Linked DNA regions of Gasterosteus aculeatus: region 1 is linked to region 2. Evidence: chromatin contacts called from public Hi-C data. All regions are on one chromosome and are shown on one strand. The core of a region is the stretch at or near the end of the contact, and the rest is flanking DNA. Distances in the headings are between cores, read along the strand shown.

Region 1 (4,287 bases), core at 622-3,121, 60 kb before region 2:
CACCACGGGGCGCCACTTCAGATCACTCAGCGCAAATCCCCGTGGAGCTCTGGGGGGGGAAAAAAACATTGATTGCTGCGCAGTCTCCCTCTCCTTTTTTTTCCTTCTACCCCCAATTTTTCCCCTCTTGCAAAATAATCCACTTTAACAGTCCCACTCCATTTCCTCTCTCCCATCCCCTGAAACTGGTGATTAAGCGCTTAACCAGTTTACACACAAAGAGGGATGTGTTTGAAATGCAAACACATAAACACCTGGGACTTAAGAGGTTTAATATATTGTTTCATGAGTTGTGGCGGCATTTAGTTCCGATTGACTTCATGCAGCATGTAAATGCAAAGGGCTTTAGGCAGTGATTATTGTATTCTCCCGTATGTTGCTTCATTTTAACAATTCATCAGTGCAATGATGAAGTCTGTTATAGACTATCAGCAAAAAGAACAGCTTGGTTGGCTCTCATAGAAGTGTCATTTACACCTGCAGGATTAATTAAGGTGCGGTAGTGTGAATTGAAATATTGAACTTTTTTTGGCAGCTAAAGTTAACCATTGTGTTGATTTTAAATGTGTTGATCAGAGGAACTGGATGAGAGGTTTACAAACAAACTGTTCCACTCTCATCCACTTGGGGGCAGTGCTCATAGCAGTGGGCCTGGCCCCTGACTCCGTAGTCAACTAACAATCACACAATCTTGATGGAATTCTTGAGGAAAAAATCACACAAGCATCATTTCAGATGTTTGACACGATGTGCTCATGGCTTTTTTGCAAGGTAATTCAGCATTAAAAAAAGGTTTCTACAAATTACTAACCGATCAAAGACACGGTATGAGACATAAACATATTGAATAAGAGGTGGACGCTCCATATACACATGGAGTCGTGTTTCTGTTTGTCTGGAGTCATTCTCCTTTTGCTCTGTCTTTGTCACCACCGACTCCTGAGGGACATTAGTCAGTCTGATGTTTTGTGCCAGGCAGGTACTATCCAGTTTCCTGCAACTAATTTCTATCCACAGCTTTAAGTTGTGGACCATAAAACCAAAACAATGAGCTGATAGCGCTCCTCATGAGCTGAGAGGAACTGTGCTGTTGTCTGATAATTCCCTTTGGGTTTAACACTACCAATGACCCCCTTTCACAATGCACTTGTCATTTCATCCACTGTTGATGTAACATGTGGATCAGAGCAGCTTTAAAGGCCCAGATTTAAAACTTGCTGAAACAACGCGTGACTAAACGCTGGGGGGAGGAAGGATAAATACCTCCTCTTAAAGACAGGGTGGTATTTTGTAAATGAACTGACTGATCTGTGAATCTGCTGACATGTCTCATTAACCCCCCCCCTCCCACACACACAGAGTTTAGATAGCATCTTCTGCCATCTGCGAGGCTCATCCTGGGCCCGTGACATCACTTCCTCTCAAACCATACAGACGCTGGTGGGAAATTGTACCACCATGACATCATGTAATGGCTCCAACATGTGCTGAGATGAGTTGCATCCAACTGCCTGTGGATGCAGGAATGTAAGCTCAACTTTACAACAAACACAGTTTCTCTGTCCGCCCTAAACTCTGGTTTATCGGTTATCCTGATTGAGCTCCCAGTGATCTGGACTCAAATTTCATATATTTTCACCAACCCCGGCCTTGAAATTAAACCCTTCCAGCATACTTAATTAAGGAGCGGCCACAGGGAGTTTAGAGTCCGTTTCTACCTTTAACTTCTGAGGTGAAACTGCAACATTAATTCCCTTTTATGAATGATGTCACGATGACCTCGGCTCTCACACACTCTGCCGTTATTATCATGTTGCACAAAGTCTTAGTCCAATAACTCAATATGACTCCTCAAACTCTTTCATCCCGCCTGAAGGATCTTCACACATCTTGTATCCATCATCTGTCCCTCCCACAAAGGATACACACCTCCCCTGTTCTCACGTTAATCTGCCCGTTCCTCCCTCACTCATTTCCAATCTCCTTCAGCCGTCCGCTCATGTGAGATACCCCCACCTTCTCTCTCCTCGACACGGTACACCAGGAACTATTGAGAACAGCCGGTTGTGTGCGCTGGCTGTATTTGTGTTGGCATCGTCTCAGGCTTCTAATATTGCCATTTCAGATTAAGTGTACTAGATGACTGTGGAAGGGAGCTTCCCTCTCATGAGGCAGCAGTGGAAGATCAGAGGATGTGGGAGGAGATGTCCGTTAATCCATCTACTTACCATTCCCGCTTTTTTGTTACACTAACTTAAACCACCAGTCACAGAAAATTACTTGTGAGAGCTATTTACTGCACACATTTTTGGTTGCATCTATGCATAGAAACATTCTTTACATGCATGCAGAACAACTAACGATAACGCAGGAAATGTTCCAAAGCTTCCTCGTTTTTTTTGGCCTATTTATGAGCTGAACTCTCCCCTCTTGTAGTTGACTCACACACACAGGCTGTCAAAGAGGGTAATAGTTCTGTCACTCGTAATGAACTTCAGAGAAAGCAACCCCAAATATGTAAGCCGGTGTTTGTGTATGTGTGGGTGTGCGTAAGCTGCTCTGCAAATGGGGTGGCCTTTGATGTTGCGCTGCTCCGATCCTCTTGTAGTTAGCCGTTCCCAGGCTGTCTGAGCCTGTCCTTTTCTTTTCCAAGGGCAGGACGCAGAGACGGGGACATGAGAGAGAAAGGCAGGCCGTCTCAGCTTTTTTCTTTGGTCGGTGCTGTGAAAAGAGAACAAGCTAAGGAGGGCAATTTTTCCTAAATACCTCCTGTAATTGCATTTGTGTGTGTGTTTTTTTTGGGGCCCACTTGTAAATCATGCCCAATGGCAATGGAACCTGTCGAACATTCGTGAAAGCAATTTGGAATAATACATCTGTAAAAATACCATCCCATGACTTGTCAGCGTCTTGGCTGCAGTTCCATTTGGCAGCTTTTATGTTAAATGCTGTAGTTGATTTATAGAGTGACTGTAGTGATCAGTAATATCCAATATCCACTTGGTTCCTAGTATCCAGATCACATTAAAGCTGAGTGGGGTTGGGAAGAGTCCTCTCGTTCGCCCCATTTGACTTGGGTCTGTTTCTAATGTCGGTGGATCAGAGGACACTGGCTTGCAGCTCTGATCATGTGGTGCATCGTGATCGTCAGAGGATTGAAATATTGTTTGGCGTGAGAAATGAATTATAATGTACAAGAAAAGTCATATGTAGTCTTACTGTTTTTGACGCGTCACGTCTCCTTGTTAAGATCGGACCGGGTCCACTGCCCGTCCAAAGCTTTGGACTTGGTAAAGCACTTAACCAGTTAGTTATTTGCTCACTTGAAGCTGCATGATTCATCTATGATGACAATAGGAACACACATTGACAAAGCTTCTGTCTATCAATAGTTCACCCAACTTTAATCTCACGTGTAGCAAGATCACAATGTGCAGCAAGCATCATGTTCATTTTTCTTCACCTATTAATAAAACTTGATAAAGTAATTTCCATTCGCTCAATGAGAGTTAATTGTTGGATGCTGAAGAAGTTGCTCTGGCTGTCTTCCTACTGGCTCCCCATACACATGCATGACATGAAAACAATTTATTACAGTAAGAAATCATATTTTGATCAGTAATTTGCATCCGAAAAAAAAGTATTTTTGGGCTTGTGGTCTCCTGGTCTGCAATTCTGACTGTGGCCACTACTCCAAAATCACAGGCCAGCACTGATTCTGAGGGCTTGCTTTGTACTCCTGTATAAATCATTTCCTTTGTGGTCAAAGGCCACATATTTTTTCCTCCTCACACCTTTCCTGCTGTCTCTCTAAAACAGCGCCTTTGGAAACATCCAAGATTCTCCTCCCGTGTCTGGGATGTGCTTTTAACATTCCAGATAAAGCTTGTTTCACTGTTTGTGTGTGTGTGTGTGTGAGATTGAAGCAACCTGCAGGTGGAGGAACAACTAGTAACCCACAGTATCTCCAGCCTTCAAAAAAACCCTTTATGTTCCACCACCCAGATGTGGAAAGAAGCAGTTGTGGCAAAGGGCCAGAAGAAATTGTGTATTTTCACTCCTCTTTTCTACTTTCGCAATCATTTTACTATTGCGGAAATTCCCAAAACCAGCAGGGCACCTTTTGCATAAGAGATCCATCCATGATTTTCATCTATAGTTACTGTCTTGCACCTCATCTTCTGATGGTCCTGGCCTGCAGCAAAACAAGCTTTGACCCTGAAAACATCCTCATCCTCTCTGACTGAATTCTCCCTCGTTGGAGAGCTGGAACGACAGCAGCTGTCA
Region 2 (3,914 bases), core at 259-2,758:
TGGTGTGTGATAATGCCCCTCCCTGCTCGCTGAATTAAACGCCCGTGGCTGGACGCAGGTAATGATGAACACACTCACACGGGCGTTCGTACATAGTGCGTATCATTAAACGAGGCAAAAACCGCACACAGAAACGAGACACGGGGAAGAAACGTACATCTTAGATGCTGCAAAGAAAACGCTCGTATTCTAGAAAAATAATGTGATTTAAACTGTGGACTACACATGCGAGCAAATTCTCACTCCTTTCATCCGTCTTCCCTCAGAAAGAAAGGCTGTATGTTGGTCAATATACCCACAGAGATCCGCGGTAAATGTCCTTCACTCATCTCTCATCTCACACCCCCGGGACAGATTGGATTTTTAAACGGGCTGTTTTTTGATCATTCTGCCGTACTGATAATTGACTGTGGGTTGCTGTCTGTTTTCCTCTCCGTCCACCAACAAAGTTAACGAAATGAGAATTGGCGAAAAGAAAAACCAACATACCAATACAAATTAACTGTGTCCATAGCAACACTCGCCTTGATTTGTACAAAGGACAAAATGACAAGTGTTTAAAGCGCTGCGGGGCGTTTTAATGTTCAGTTTTGTTGTTCTCTCGCCGACTGAGAAGGTCTCGGGAGACGGCAGGAAAAAGAGCCATGAAAGGAGAATTACAGAGACAGACAGAGGCCGAAGGAGAGAGAGAGAGCAGCACAAACTCGTCCTTGGTGATCAATGCATGTTCTATTGTCTGTTCGGTTCCTTTGTCCACAAGGACGAAGGCAGAGGAGAGGAGGCGAGTGATGCATGTGAACAGTTTTCAGCACCATAAGCTGGGTATTAAAATAACCGCACTGCCGTTAGCATGTGGTGCCTTTACGTCTTACAGGACATATTACACTGTACGTACATAGAATAACATGCAGGCATTTACTTTTATCTCAGGCAAAATGCTGTTAATCATGTCATAGCCTTAATGGATGGTTCCAGCTTATTGCAGCCTTGTCTTACTCGTGTGATCTTGCACAGGTCAAAATAGGTAATAGAGTGCGGGAAGATGAGACAGTATTCCTGTGCAACGAGGATGTATCGCTGACTTTTCCGGTCTTTTGACTCTTGGTTTTCTACTTCATCATAAAATAATTCAGATTCTGCTGTTTTGGCAGAGTATTAGTTTGTGACGCATATATTTGTAACAAAAAATCTTTAATTTAACCCTGTAATTGGATCCTATTCAGCCAGTAGTAAACGTTTATAGTCATATTGAGCAAACGGGTTTCGGCTGATTTTTTTTTTCCCAGAAAGACGGTAAACACAGAGCCACATACTTGCTTCAATATGAAATAAGAAAAAAGCGTTGAGGCTTTAACTTTTGAAGTGTAACCTGCATCATTTATGTGATTATCTCTGCACTTCACAGGCTTTAAATGTGCCTTGCTTACTGACAACACTGTAATCCTCCCGCCTGTTTGTTGTCATGACATCCCCATCAGTTGAATGACATGCTTCTGCTGTGTGCAGGCTGTCGTTCACGGTCGCCTTCGCTGCTGACACAGTTAATGTGCGTGTGTATGTGTGTGTGTGTATGTGTGTGTGTGTGTGTGTGGGGAGGTGGGTTCAAGACTAGAGTCAGACAGAAAGGGACAGAAACGCCTCAACTGAGACAGAGATATGACCTTTATTTGTCCTTGTGAGCTGGTTTAACGGGACACAGTGGTAACGGAAAGAAAGTCACAGATAAGAATGTCAACAACAAGAGGGAGAGAGCGAGTCTGCGACAGATAGCGAAAGAGGCGAAGATTTAAAAAAGGGCTAACAGGAATAATGAGAAGAAAAGAGAAAACACCAAAGAGGAAAGTGTCTTAGTAGGCCGGACAAATAGATCTCTCCACCTGTTATCACCTCTTGCAGGTGAGCGTCTGCCTCACCTTGACTCGTTACAATCCCCCCACTAACACCGAGCCAGGCCATCAAACGGCTATCTGTTCCCCCACCTCCCCTTCCCTCGTTTCTCTTCTCTCTCTTTACACCGGACTGGAAAGACCTTGATGCTTTCCCAATAATTGGCAGCAGAGGTTGACTTTTTTTTTTCTCTCCACCTCCCCTCCCTCTTTTTTTTCTGTTTATCTTTTTTTTGCTCTTCCTCTTCCTTTTAGAGATGAATACTTGGCCCGGGGATCAAAGGCAGACTCCAGCCGATCGCTCTGGCCGCCACAAAGGGGCGTTGGGGGCCGCTGGCATGGGGCCAGGTGCTGCACAGGGCCACATAGCGAGGGACAAGCCATGCAGATGGGGTCTGCAGACCCTTTGTCCCCTCCACCCCCCCCCCCCTCAGCCCTCACCCCTGTGTACGAGAGGTCAGTGGCAAAAGTACAGTGTGTGTGTGTGTGTGTGTGTGTGTGTGTGTGTTTCCAATCAGATGATCCAGAGTCTCCATGACTCACTTTTGTCTGCACCTGTATTTTTCTCATGTTTGCGTTTCTCCCGGTGGGCTTGTTTACTTGTTTCTTTCCTCACCTTATCGCACACTCTTCTTCTCTGACTGTGCATTTTCTTCTGTTCCAGAGAGCAGATCCGAGAGAGGCGGCCGGCCTGCGCAGCCAGCGGGAATAGAACCAGCTGAGGTAAACATCTTTCCCCCCACGGACAGAGCCCTGTTTAAAAGGTCTGAGAAGACCCGACTTGAGTTTAGTCAAACACTTCCCTCCACCCTCAACAGTCCTTGTTAAAATATATAAGTGTTGCAGCCAAATACAATGTCGCCAAGGCCAGAACAAATAAATCGCAGTGTAAGACACAAAGAGTGGGATATTTAAAACAAATGAACAAGCCCACGTAGTCCAAATATATATGCAACACCTAGCTTGCTTTTCAACGGACACGTTTGCAGAGTTATGAGGCCAGTCAACATGATGTTACTGAGTCAGAAAAGAAATGCTGAACTGTTGCATTGCAGAAAAGGAGGGATTCACTTCCTTAGATGTGATGTGAAAAGGCCGTGATGAAAACCCTTCTCAAAAAAAACATCAAAACTTTGATAATAACGTTTAAAAGTTGGATAAGATGCAATTTGTAGGCAGGAGCATACAGCATACTTCAATGCAGCCTAATGTCGGCCTCTGGATCCATAGTCCTTCCAAAGTCTGCGACTCCTCACATCATCTTGCTTTCTGTAACAAACTCCTGCACTTCACGCTTGGATTTTCGCTTTCCATTCACTTTTGCCACAGTTTACTTATTAAGTAGGCCTACTCTTACTATTCTGATCAAACCACAGACAAGTGCAGTATTTAAGCAGAAATGAGAAATGTTGTAATTTTGGATAACAATTTACAACTCAATAAAGTAGTGTCAAAATGTCTGAAATCAGCAGGACGTAAAGGAACACACTGTACGTACATCAGCAGGACTTTCCCACACTCTGCATGCTGTCATGCAAGAATCCCCGGCCTCGGCCATATGTTTAAGATTAGATGTCGTTTTTTTGTTAGACGAGAACACAGTCAACAAAGTTCCGCTGCTTCCGCGCTGGTCAGTAATCAAATGGACTCTGTCCACACCCTCTCATATGGTCACGTATGTTAAACCTGCGGGTGACCTGGAACGAACAGCATGAGGTCAAAATTAAACGCTGTTGTGTGTTATGCAAATGTAGGAGACTGTCTCTTTATTTTAACTTCTAACCCACTGCTAAAGGAGCACAATGCTAGCTGCAAAACTGCACTGTGGTTATCATTTGCTGCGAATCCTCCGTGGATAGTAATTGCAATTTAACATCCTGAATTCAAGTCTGCCATAATTGATTTCTTTACCACTAGGGGGTAGCAGAACGAGCTGCACACATTTTTTTTTTTCATATTACTTTTTGAGGTTGATGGCTAGCATTTTAACAAACAATTGTCAATTTTCAAAGCCAAAAGCCCCACAGT

Evidence for each region. A called contact is a pair of places that touch in the nucleus more often than the background predicts.
Region 1: a contact with region 2 is called in a Hi-C map of skeletal muscle, with 2.1 times the contacts expected there. The contact joins two enhancer-like sites. A contact is called at or near these places in 2 of 6 Hi-C or Micro-C datasets (skeletal muscle and tail fin).

What each region holds. Positions count from the first base shown.
Region 1 is chr9:10,903,540-10,907,826 of fGasAcu3.hap1.1, reverse strand. No RefSeq gene overlaps it. Among protein-coding and RNA genes, the nearest start is that of frmpd1a, 12 kb to the left of the region's middle. Within about 2 kb of position 1,871, at least 3 of the 9 cell types and tissues checked have open chromatin away from gene starts, as enhancers often do.
Region 2 is chr9:10,843,510-10,847,423 of fGasAcu3.hap1.1, reverse strand. It overlaps LOC144383368 (a long non-coding RNA gene), which reads left to right. Exons shown (of 3, transcript XR_013450734.1): 3 at 2,142-2,346. Among protein-coding and RNA genes, the nearest start is that of LOC144383368, 22 kb to the left of the region's middle. Within about 2 kb of position 1,508, at least 1 of the 9 cell types and tissues checked has open chromatin away from gene starts, as enhancers often do.